Linked DNA regions of Mus musculus: region 2 is linked to region 1. Evidence: chromatin contacts called from public promoter capture Hi-C data. All regions are on one chromosome and are shown on one strand. Each heading gives the region's core, a stretch centred on a gene start, on an enhancer-like site or on the middle of the called end of the contact. The rest is flanking DNA. Distances are from core to core; before and after follow the strand shown.

Region 1 (4,684 bases), core at 1,857-4,356:
TGGGACCAGCTCAATCACAGGATGGGGCTTGTGAGCAATTTGAGATCACTGCGGTTGAGGGTGGAGGATGAAACAGTGCTACCCCATTCCCGTAGCTAGGCGTGACCTGTGCATTGCAACATTGATAACAGTGATTTGAGGTAAGAGGAGAGAGGACAAGAGGAATGGCATGTGGGGTCTTGCGAAGTGCTAAGAACCTTGCCAGAGTTCAGATGGCCGTTAGTCCTGAAGTTAACCTTGCTGGCCTTCACTTTAAAGACAAAGAACATCACAGAGGGACTTAGTGGGAACTGTATTTTCCATCTGCATCTTATGATAATTTTCAGGATGATACATGGTGCTAGGCGACTACTCTCCTACCTCTCTCTTTTGTCTGTTTACTTAGCAATGTTTTTATTACTTATAATATCTAATACAACATAATGATAGATAATTATTGAAGAAATAATGTCCCCAAAAGTCCATACACATTTAGTTCTGATGTAATCCTCCTGGCATCTCCATTTCCCCAACCCCTTTCCCACTGGATTTTTCTGCCTCTGTAATTTCCTCTTCCCCTATCATCCCTTTGGCCTCAGTTAAGTCATGATGTTTGTCATCAAGAGATAAATGAGCAAGCGACATGACGCTAGTTAAAGCACTTGCTTCTACAAAGGACCTGGGTTCGATTCCCAGCACCCACATGGTGGCTTTCAGTGGTCTGTAACTATAGTCCCAGAAGATAAAAAACAAACAAACAAACAAACAAACAACCCTCTTCTGGCTCTGCATGCACTTCAGACCTGTACTGCACATAAATACATGCAGACAAAATACACACAGAAGAGTTAATTAATTTAAAAATTATACAATATATTTTGTTATACTCTTTCCCCTTCTCCACTGTGCCCAGATCCTGCCATTTCCACTCACTCAACATCATATTCTTTCTCTCTCTTAACACAAAAATCAGCCTAGATGTCCATCAACAGATGAACTGGTAATGAAATGGGTTACACATGCAAGGTGGAATTGTATTCAGTTGTAAAGTAAAACCAAGTTATAAAATTCATAGGAAAACATAGAAGTAAGAAACATTATATTGGTAACCCAGGCTTAGAAATAAAACTACCTCTTCCTTGCCCACATGCAGATCCTAGCTTCTAAATGTTAACTACAGTTAGATCGTAGTAAGTATAGGAAAAGGCCAGGAAATTCAAAAGAGCCCAAGGGAAGGAGGAGGAGGCCAAGCCTACTGGCAATATAGTCCCCACGCCCAACAGCTAAATGAAGGTACCTCGTAAACACTAGGACTCACCACTCTAACTAGTTTAGGGCCAAACCAAAGGAAACCTCTAGGAGACCCTGAAGCCCTGCTTATCCTCGGCCATGTAGGCTGTCCTGACGCCACCAGGGGGAGCCCTTGTGTTGGGACCATGGGGATGTTGGAGGCCCAATGGCCCCTGGGGCGCAGAGCTGTGCTGAGCATAGGTCATAAAGGACCCTTGGCCTTGAGGAAAGACAGCAAAGGACTGTGAGCAGTGCTGGGCAAAGTGAAAATCGTGCAGTCGGTTACCTCTTAGGGGACAAGCAAGCAGTACTTCCTACCTACTCTCCTTCCCCTGCTCCTGTCAAGACAAGGGAATCTTATTATTTTAAGACTTTTTGTTTCCATTATAAATACTGTTTATTATGAATTTCTGTGTTCAATACACAAAATAAAATTTAAGTATTTAAGGTAATCATGGGATATATACAATTTATTCTGATTATTGCTAAAATCATGTTCACATTCAAGCCTTGAAGTCTGAGGAGCCAGTGTTTATACATGGAAGCATGCTGTCTAATGTGTATCTCACATAGGGTCTGACAGTGACTCTGGAGTGGACAAAGTACTGGTCCCATGTCTCGCCTACCCAACAGTGGGTGTTGTGTGGTAGTCAGCACACCTTCACTGTCCTCTCAGTGTTGCAGCGTCTCAGGGACGCCTCGATGGCCTACGGTTACCGACCTTTTTTAAGACTTTGAAAGCCAGGCATGGTGGTGCATGCCTTAAATCATAGCACTAGGGAGACACAGGCAAATAGATCTCTGTGAGTTTGAGGCCAACCTGGTCTACACAGTGATAGCCAGGATAGCCAGGGCTATAAACAGAGAAGACAACAATAATGATTTGGTTGGAGGCATTCCAAGTTATAATGTGAGTTTGAAGGCAGCTTGAGTAGGAGAACCTGCACCAAACAACAACCAAACAGACAAACAAACAAAAACATTTTTTTTTTTAGTCCATAAAAAGCAATGAAACTCAGCAGGCCGTATATAAATCAGAGCACCTGCCCACCTCCAATCCCCAGGACAGCTGAGAGATCTGCTGCCCCACCCCCACCCCCACCCCAAATCTAGGAACTGAAGTTTGGGTTTCCAGCCAGGATCAGCTCAGGCAGGAAACAGCAAAGAAATCAGAACCCGGAGTCATTGTCCATCAGAGCTCCTTTCCTTCAGCATCCTACCAGCATCACTCCGAGCTAGTTAAGGCCATCTCTCCAAGCTCCAGTTAGTGCCCTGCTAAAAGGAGGACAGCTGAACTTGATTCCAGGGCTACTTGTAAGAGCTAAAGGGATTCATGTCTTAAAACACCGCGACCATGCCTGTCTTTAAAAACAGGTGTAATTTATTTCAGCTTCCGCTCACCCCCCCCCCCCCCCCAATAAAAGCACCTGCCAGCTTAGCGACACTTAAGAGCTTTCTTTTCTAGGAGCCCTGAGCAGCTTTTGTGAAATTAAGTAGCCATCAGCAGGGGCGGAGTTGGGTGAGGGCGCTCACTAAAGGAGATCACGGTGTCCTGAGCTTTTTTTTTTTTTTTTTTCAGTCTAACTTTAGGGACAAGATGTACTCAGCTCTCAGAAACTCCCCCAGATGGGATGTGATGGGAGAGGACCCGACTCAGGCACAAAATGAAACCAGTGCAAAGGGAGTGATGGCAAGGAAGCCCGGGACCAGTGGCCTTCTGCCCACACACCGGCCCCTACCCCTATGCAGCAGGTCCGGCTGGCAGGATGGAGGCCCGCCCACCCGAGAGAGGGAGGAGCCACAGCCCAGGTGGAGCAGGTGAGGAGCCCCGGCTCCAGCTCCTCCGGGACAGGCGAAGTGACTGCAAGCTGGCTGGCGGAGGCGAGAGCATTGTTGGCCCCAGGATCCAACTCTGGGAAGCTGGCATTGTCTCCCAGTCGCTGCCTAGGAGGACCACAATGGAGGAGGTAAGGCACCCGCTCGCGTGTGGGCTGTAATCTTGCGAACTTTAGTTCCTTCCAAAGGAGGAAGCTCTAGGGAAAGAGCTGCCAGTGTGTCCTGGGCCGGGCCAAACATGTCAGGTGTCCCGCTATGAAACTGGCATGCTGGCCTTGCTCAGGCAGCCTGTGCCCTCTGTCTCTATAGAACCCGAGGAGCTCTCTCTAACTCAGGGCACAGTTCAAGTGCCTGTCACTTCATTGTTGACTTTCCTTCTCTGTCCGGCCTCTGCGGTGGCAGATGGGTGTCCAGGTTCAAGGACAGAGCATGACTCTGGGAAAAGGTAGCCTCGTAGTAAGTGATATGCCCTGTGGCATTTTTTACATCGCTGTTCCCTAAGAACTCTGTGGGCTGGGGCAAAAGTGCTAATGCCCTTGAGCCCTAGGGATCTATCTCACTTAAGTGAGACCGAAGGTGCATGAAAAAACAGAGCCCAGGCTTGCGGTAGCTCCAGAGGCTGGGGTGTTGAAAAGCTAAAGCCAGTCTGAGCCACACAGGGGGACACTGGAGGATTTTGGTTTTGACAAAAGCAACGCGAGGGTTTGAATGGCTTCGATCAGCTGGATGCTGTTAGCATAGTCAGAGATTTTGCCTGGCTAACCCCATCCCTTCTAGTCCTTGCCCTGCTGTTCTGTTAGTGACTTGCATTTCACAGATATATACAAGCATGTTGTGCCATGTCTCTATTACATATTTGGGAACAAAGTTATTTACTATTGAAATTGTGTTACTTCCCACCCAGATGTTTGGTTTACAGTCAGGATGGTGGATTCGCTCATCTGTGGCTGGCAAGGATTGCTCTGGAGTTTTAAAGGGGTGCTTGCATCTCTGGCAACACTGGTACCTCTGGTGGTTCACACCATTCAGTTAGTTGAGTTTTGGAAAGGGGGAGCCAAGAACCCCAGTTCCAGCCCATTTGTGGTGCTACCATGTTTAGAAACTACTTCCTTTAGTGGGGTGGGGGAAATTATTTTATTTAGAAAGGGTATGGATTTACAGCCCAGACTGGCCTCAACCTTTTAAATGCTTGAATTACAGGCAGGTGTCACCATGTCAACCTCTATTGGTCAACTTTTGGGACCTTCTTCCGAGTTGGCAACTTGCCAGGCTGAACTGATTCAGCCTGTGGATTCAGAAAAAAGAAAAGAAAAGAAAAGCATTTACATTCTGCCCTCTCTGGCTAGCCAGCATCCGAACTGCCCACCACCACTTCTGCTTATCAACCTGATGGGACAAAGACCTGGAGGTCATTGTCCCTGGGGTTTTTAGGTGAAGAAGCTGAAGGGCAGTACATTATTGCTACATGGTATGGCACCACCAGTCAGAACAGGGCTAGGGCCTAGGCTCAGGTTGGTGAATCATAGCTCCTGGGAGCCGGCTCTAAGCCAGGCAGCAGGAGCAAGAATTAATTACTCCA
Region 2 (4,915 bases), core at 828-3,327, 1.3 Mb after region 1:
CTGAGGATTTAGTAACTTGCCCAAGATCACCAACAGGAAAGCAACATGGCACTATGCAACCATGCGACTCCCAAGCCCATGGGCAGCAGGGACGTCTGCCTTCGTCATTTCCCATGCCCCTTGCTGGCCCCACCCCTGACTGTCTGTGTGACTATAGGAAAGCTCTTTAATCTCTCTAGCCTTGTGAAATGAAGAGAGCACATCTGTTTGGCAGGACCGCTGTAAAGATGACAAAGGCTTTACCTAAAGCACTTAGCACATTGCCTGGCCCCCAAGAGGTCGTTAATAAATGTCTCCTCTTTGTCTTCCTATAAAATTATGGTGGTACCTTCAAAGGCCAAAACGAGTCCACAGGTAACAGCACAAGCCAGGACACCAGGTTTGGCAAAGGCCAGCCAGGGGTGAAGCTTGTTTTCTAACGTGCTGGGGAATTGTTCTTCTGTTTCTTTGGTGGGGGGAATAAAAAAAATAAAAGATAATATTCTTCATTCTACCTCAGGGCTCAGCCACATGGAACTCATTTTCTCATGAAGCAGTGCAGACTAAGGCTGAAAAGCAGGCTGAAGCAGCGCTGAGATGGTCTTTTGGATGACAGGACTGGGGCCCATCACTGAGCAATAGTACCACCACCTCTCACATGCCATGTACTTTACAGTTTTCAAAGCATGCCCATGGTCCTCTTGTTTGGTCAAGGATGTCAGGATGAGGTCATCTCCATTTGACAAAGGAAAGAACAAGAACCCAGAAAGAGAGCATGGTAGGTCCACTTACAAGGCTAGGGCTCCGAGACACCCAGGCCAGTCAACAGTGGTCCAATGATCTTCTCTGTGAAGAAGAATTTCCTAGACAGAAAAGGGAACGTCCCTTTAACTGTGCAGGAGCTAGGTCTAGGGAGATGGCTCAGTGGTTAAAGTGCTTGTCACACAAGCAAGAGGACCAGTGTTTGGATCTTCAGGACCCATGTAAATGCCAGGTAAACATGACAGCCCAGCTGTAATTCCAGTCTCAGAAAGCAGAGACGAGGATCCCGGAGCCAGCTGCTTGGAGAGACTAGCTATATTAGCAAGCTACGGGTTTGACTGAGAGACTCTACCTCAAGGAATCGATAGAAGAGTGACTAAGGATGCTTTCAGCTGAAAAAAATGCCTCCCTCGGATTCATCTGTGAAGAAGTCTGCGTGGCATTCTCCTGAATGATGATTACTGTGGGAGGGTCCAACCCACGGTGAGCAATGCCAGCCACCCCAGGGCAGATGGTCTGGTTGTACAGGACAGCAAGCTGAGCAAATGAGAAAGACCAAGCCAGGAAGCAGTGCCCTTCCACACAGGACCTCCCTCCACTTCAGTTCTTGCCTCCATACTCCTGCCTTGAGTTCCTACCCTGACTTCCCTCAGTGATGGACTGTGATGGAGACCTGTGAACCAAATAAACCCTTTCCTGCCCAAAGGGGTTTTAGATCGTGGTCTTTACCATAGCAATAGAAAGCAAATTAGAACAGCAAGCAAATTCACCAACAGGGAATCTATAAATCCACTGTTGATATAAATCTGTACACAAACACACACTACCGCACCTGTTGCCTAGATGCTGCCTGGAGTCCAGTGGTCTGCTCATAACTAAACAGCTCTTAAGTGGTTGGATGTGAACCCAAGGGATACTCTCCCAGATTTCCCTCCATCAAAAACATGCTTGGATCTCCCCCACATCCTCCTTTACAGACCCCAAAAATCTCCGGTGCTGTATTGCACGGGCTCCAGAAGATCCAAAAGAAGAGATTTGCAAGCCAGGCCTGCCCTCTGGCTCCCAACTGTCTAGAGCAAGCTCCTCCTACCTCCCAGGAAGGGGTCAAAGGAGCTGATGGCCTGTAAGCGCTTGAGTTGGGAGCTATTGTCTTTGCTTTCCTCCGCACACAGGCCTTTCCCATTAAGGCTAATGTTTCTATTCCGCTGATGTCCCACTGAGCACAGTGGGACCTGCCAGGTCCTCCCCGCAGCTGGAACTGAGAGCCCTTTGCTGCAGGGCTGGGGCCTGGAAGGGAGCAAGCCAGCACAGCACGTTCCGTTCCGGAAAAGGACAAACTCTCCAGTGGACAGTCATCCCTCACAACCCTTTCCACAGAGCCAGCACACAGCCCGCCCGCCCGAGGCTTGCTTTTAGAAACAGAGATCATTTTCTCTTCCTTTGCTTTCCAGGGTCCGGAGGTGAAGAAGCCCCCCCCCAACCCCAACACCCCCCCCCAAAGAGCCCCGCTGGCAAGTTGTGGCACTTTGAGAAAGTCCTGAGCTTTGAAATTAGGCACATCAAGTCCAAATACAAAGCCATTAGCTGTGAGTCCCACCCACCTGCAGTGAGCCTGTTTTCTTATCACAGATGTGGCCTGCTTGCTTGGCACAGCTCCAGAATAAACAGCTGCAATCCTATACGCTCTGCTGTTCCAAGACTGACCTGGGACCAGCAGCCTAGGTACGACCTTTGAAAAATGCAGCAACTCATCCTCCTCCTTGTGCAACGCCCCCTCCGCCCCTCTGCCAGGCCTACCCGAAATCTGCCTGGTAACAGACCAGAGAGTTCATAAAGGGTACACAACCTGCTCTGGCACCTGCCCAGCCTGTGGGAAGTGCCCAATGAACAGCAGTTATTAGCTGTTATCCCATTATCTGGAGCCCTCAAATCATATATATATATGTGTGTGTGTGTGTGTGTGTATGATTTGTATATGTATATATACAAATATATGTATATCTTTATGTGTGTATACCTATATTATATATTTATGTGTATATGCATAGATATACATACATACATATACACACACATTACATATACATATACATATACATATACATATACATATACATATACATATACATATACGTATACATCTGTTAACTAATGGAGGGCTGGGGCATCTTAGAAAGGCAAACAACTAAAAACTCAGGGATTCGATGTGAGAGAGCACAGAGGAGGGGAGACTTGAGCAGGGTATTTGGCCCCAGCCTCTGCTTTCCTTAAAGCACACCCTGCCCCTTCCTGCACCCAGGCTTTTCACCCTGCACTGCACTGCACTCCAGGCTCTGTGCTGCTCTGGGGCCTGGGGAAAGAACGATAAATAAAGGCATTAGCCCCTCCTAATGGCATTAGCCCCTCTGTCCCTATTCACAGACACACACAGTGCTCTTCCCAACCTGCCTAGGTGCTGCGAAGAGGCCACCAGGAGGAAAGAATAGTAAATATAGCTGGGGGTCAGAAGATGAAGTGGCCTGCAGGCTTTCTGGGAACAGATAACACTCTGAACAGTCTCATGCTTCCTATTATAACCTCCTCTCTTACTATCACCTCCACCTTCTGTGTGGTGCGTGGGTATGTATGTGTGTGCAGTATGTGTGTGTGGTAGTATGGGTGTATGTTGTGTCTGTGGTATGTGTATGTATATGAGCAGTGTATGTGGGGTGCATATGTGTGTGTGTGTGTGTGTGTTGTCTGTGTGGTGTGTGTGTATGTATATGTGCATATTATGAATGTGTGGTGTGAATGTGTGTATAGTATGGGTGTGTCCCTGTGTTCATGTGTGTGGCATGTTTATTTTTTACATAGCTGGGTGTTATTATATAAATTCCTGCATTGCTTTGAAGCTAATACTATTACATAAGAACTGTCCTATGTGTGACAGGCATGGTGAACAGCCCTCACGGGATCTGGGCCTTTATGCATTTTAAACGTTCTTATTACACTTTACTGCCTGGGGCACACATGCTCCAACACACATATGGATGGCAGAGCAATGAGAACAGGAGATACATAGAAACTAATAGGTAGACTTGGGGCAGGGACCCTGACAGTGAGCAGGTGTGGATCTGGGGCAGGGACCCTGACAGTGAGCAGGTGTGGTCTGGGGCAGGGACCCTGACAGTGAGCAGGTGTGGTCTGGGGCAGGGACCCTGGTTAGGGGCAGGGACCCTGACAGTGAGCAGGTGTGGTCTGGGGCAGGGACCCTGGTTAGGGGCAGGGACCCTGACAGTGAGCAGGTCTAACTCTTGCCCTTGTTCAGAAGTCCGGCCTGTTTCTGGTTCTTGCCAGGCTTGGCATGTCAGAAAAGAGCTCTTTGTTTCTTGCCATCTCTGGTCCTCAGTGAGCACCATGCCCAGCAACTGTGCCCGAGATGTAACTGGCACTGCAGTCCAGGCACTCATTCCTCTTTCTGAGCAGCTTTCGAGTGGATCTCTGGGTTTTCGTGGTGGAGATGAACTTTATCTATTTCCCAATTCCAAGCAGACTCCCCTAGGATTTTAGAAGCTCAGCTCTTGAGGGAAGGAATGTTATAGTGGTCTAGGAGGCCATTAATGATGGAGCCCTACCTCAGACTATGCTTGGGACCCACTTCCCATTTCCCTGGCAACACTAAAAAGGTAAAAATCAGTTTCCCCACACCTTGGGCTTTGAAATACCAGGTAAAACTATAAAGAGATTAAGGCTTTGTTGAAGCCTATTAAATCAAAGCTATTTCCTCGTGGTCAAAAGAATGGCCCTGGGTGAAAACTTGACATTCTGATCTGCTCTAAAGATTAAACACTACAACAATTGTCTCCTCCCTTAAGAGTTAACCCAACTGGGCCTGTCAATCAACTGTGGAGTCCACCCCACAGGAAAGCTGAGTAACAAGAAAACATGCTAAGAATGTGGGAGGAATAATTATCCCCTTAATGAGCCTTGTACTTACCCTTCACAAAAGCCCCTCCCACGGTACAGCCACTCAACAGATTTTTCATCCTGTAGCACTGCAGAGCCTGCCTAGAACTGTATCTCCCTCCCCTGCCCCTCCTTCCCGAACATGCTTTCCTGAGCACCCTGGGTTTTCTCATTTGTCCCCTAAAGCTTCATCTAAGTAAGCGCTTGTCTGCCTGGGGCTGCTGGCTGA

The links. Promoter capture Hi-C pulls out the DNA fragments that hold promoters and counts their contacts.
Region 2: a promoter capture Hi-C map of the C10 cell line shows a contact between it and region 1. The contact joins the enhancer-like site here to the promoter of Fyb2 in region 1. A contact is called at or near these places in 2 of 39 promoter capture datasets (the C10 cell line and cranial neural crest), 3 of 484 Hi-C or Micro-C datasets (the AtT-20 cell line, cortical neurons and embryonic fibroblasts) and 1 of 9 other capture datasets (embryonic stem cells).

The regions. Positions count from the first base shown.
Region 1 is chr4:104,910,455-104,915,138 of GRCm38.p6, forward strand. Fyb2 (FYN binding protein 2) reads left to right here and starts at 3,107. Exons shown (of 20, transcript NM_001162980.2): 1 at 3,107-3,236. The coding sequence starts at 3,228.
Region 2 is chr4:106,198,009-106,202,923 of GRCm38.p6, forward strand. No RefSeq gene overlaps it. Among named protein-coding and RNA genes, the nearest start is that of Gm12724, 37 kb to the right of the region's middle. Within about 2 kb of position 2,078, at least 66 of the 459 cell types and tissues checked have an H3K27ac peak or open chromatin away from gene starts, as enhancers often do.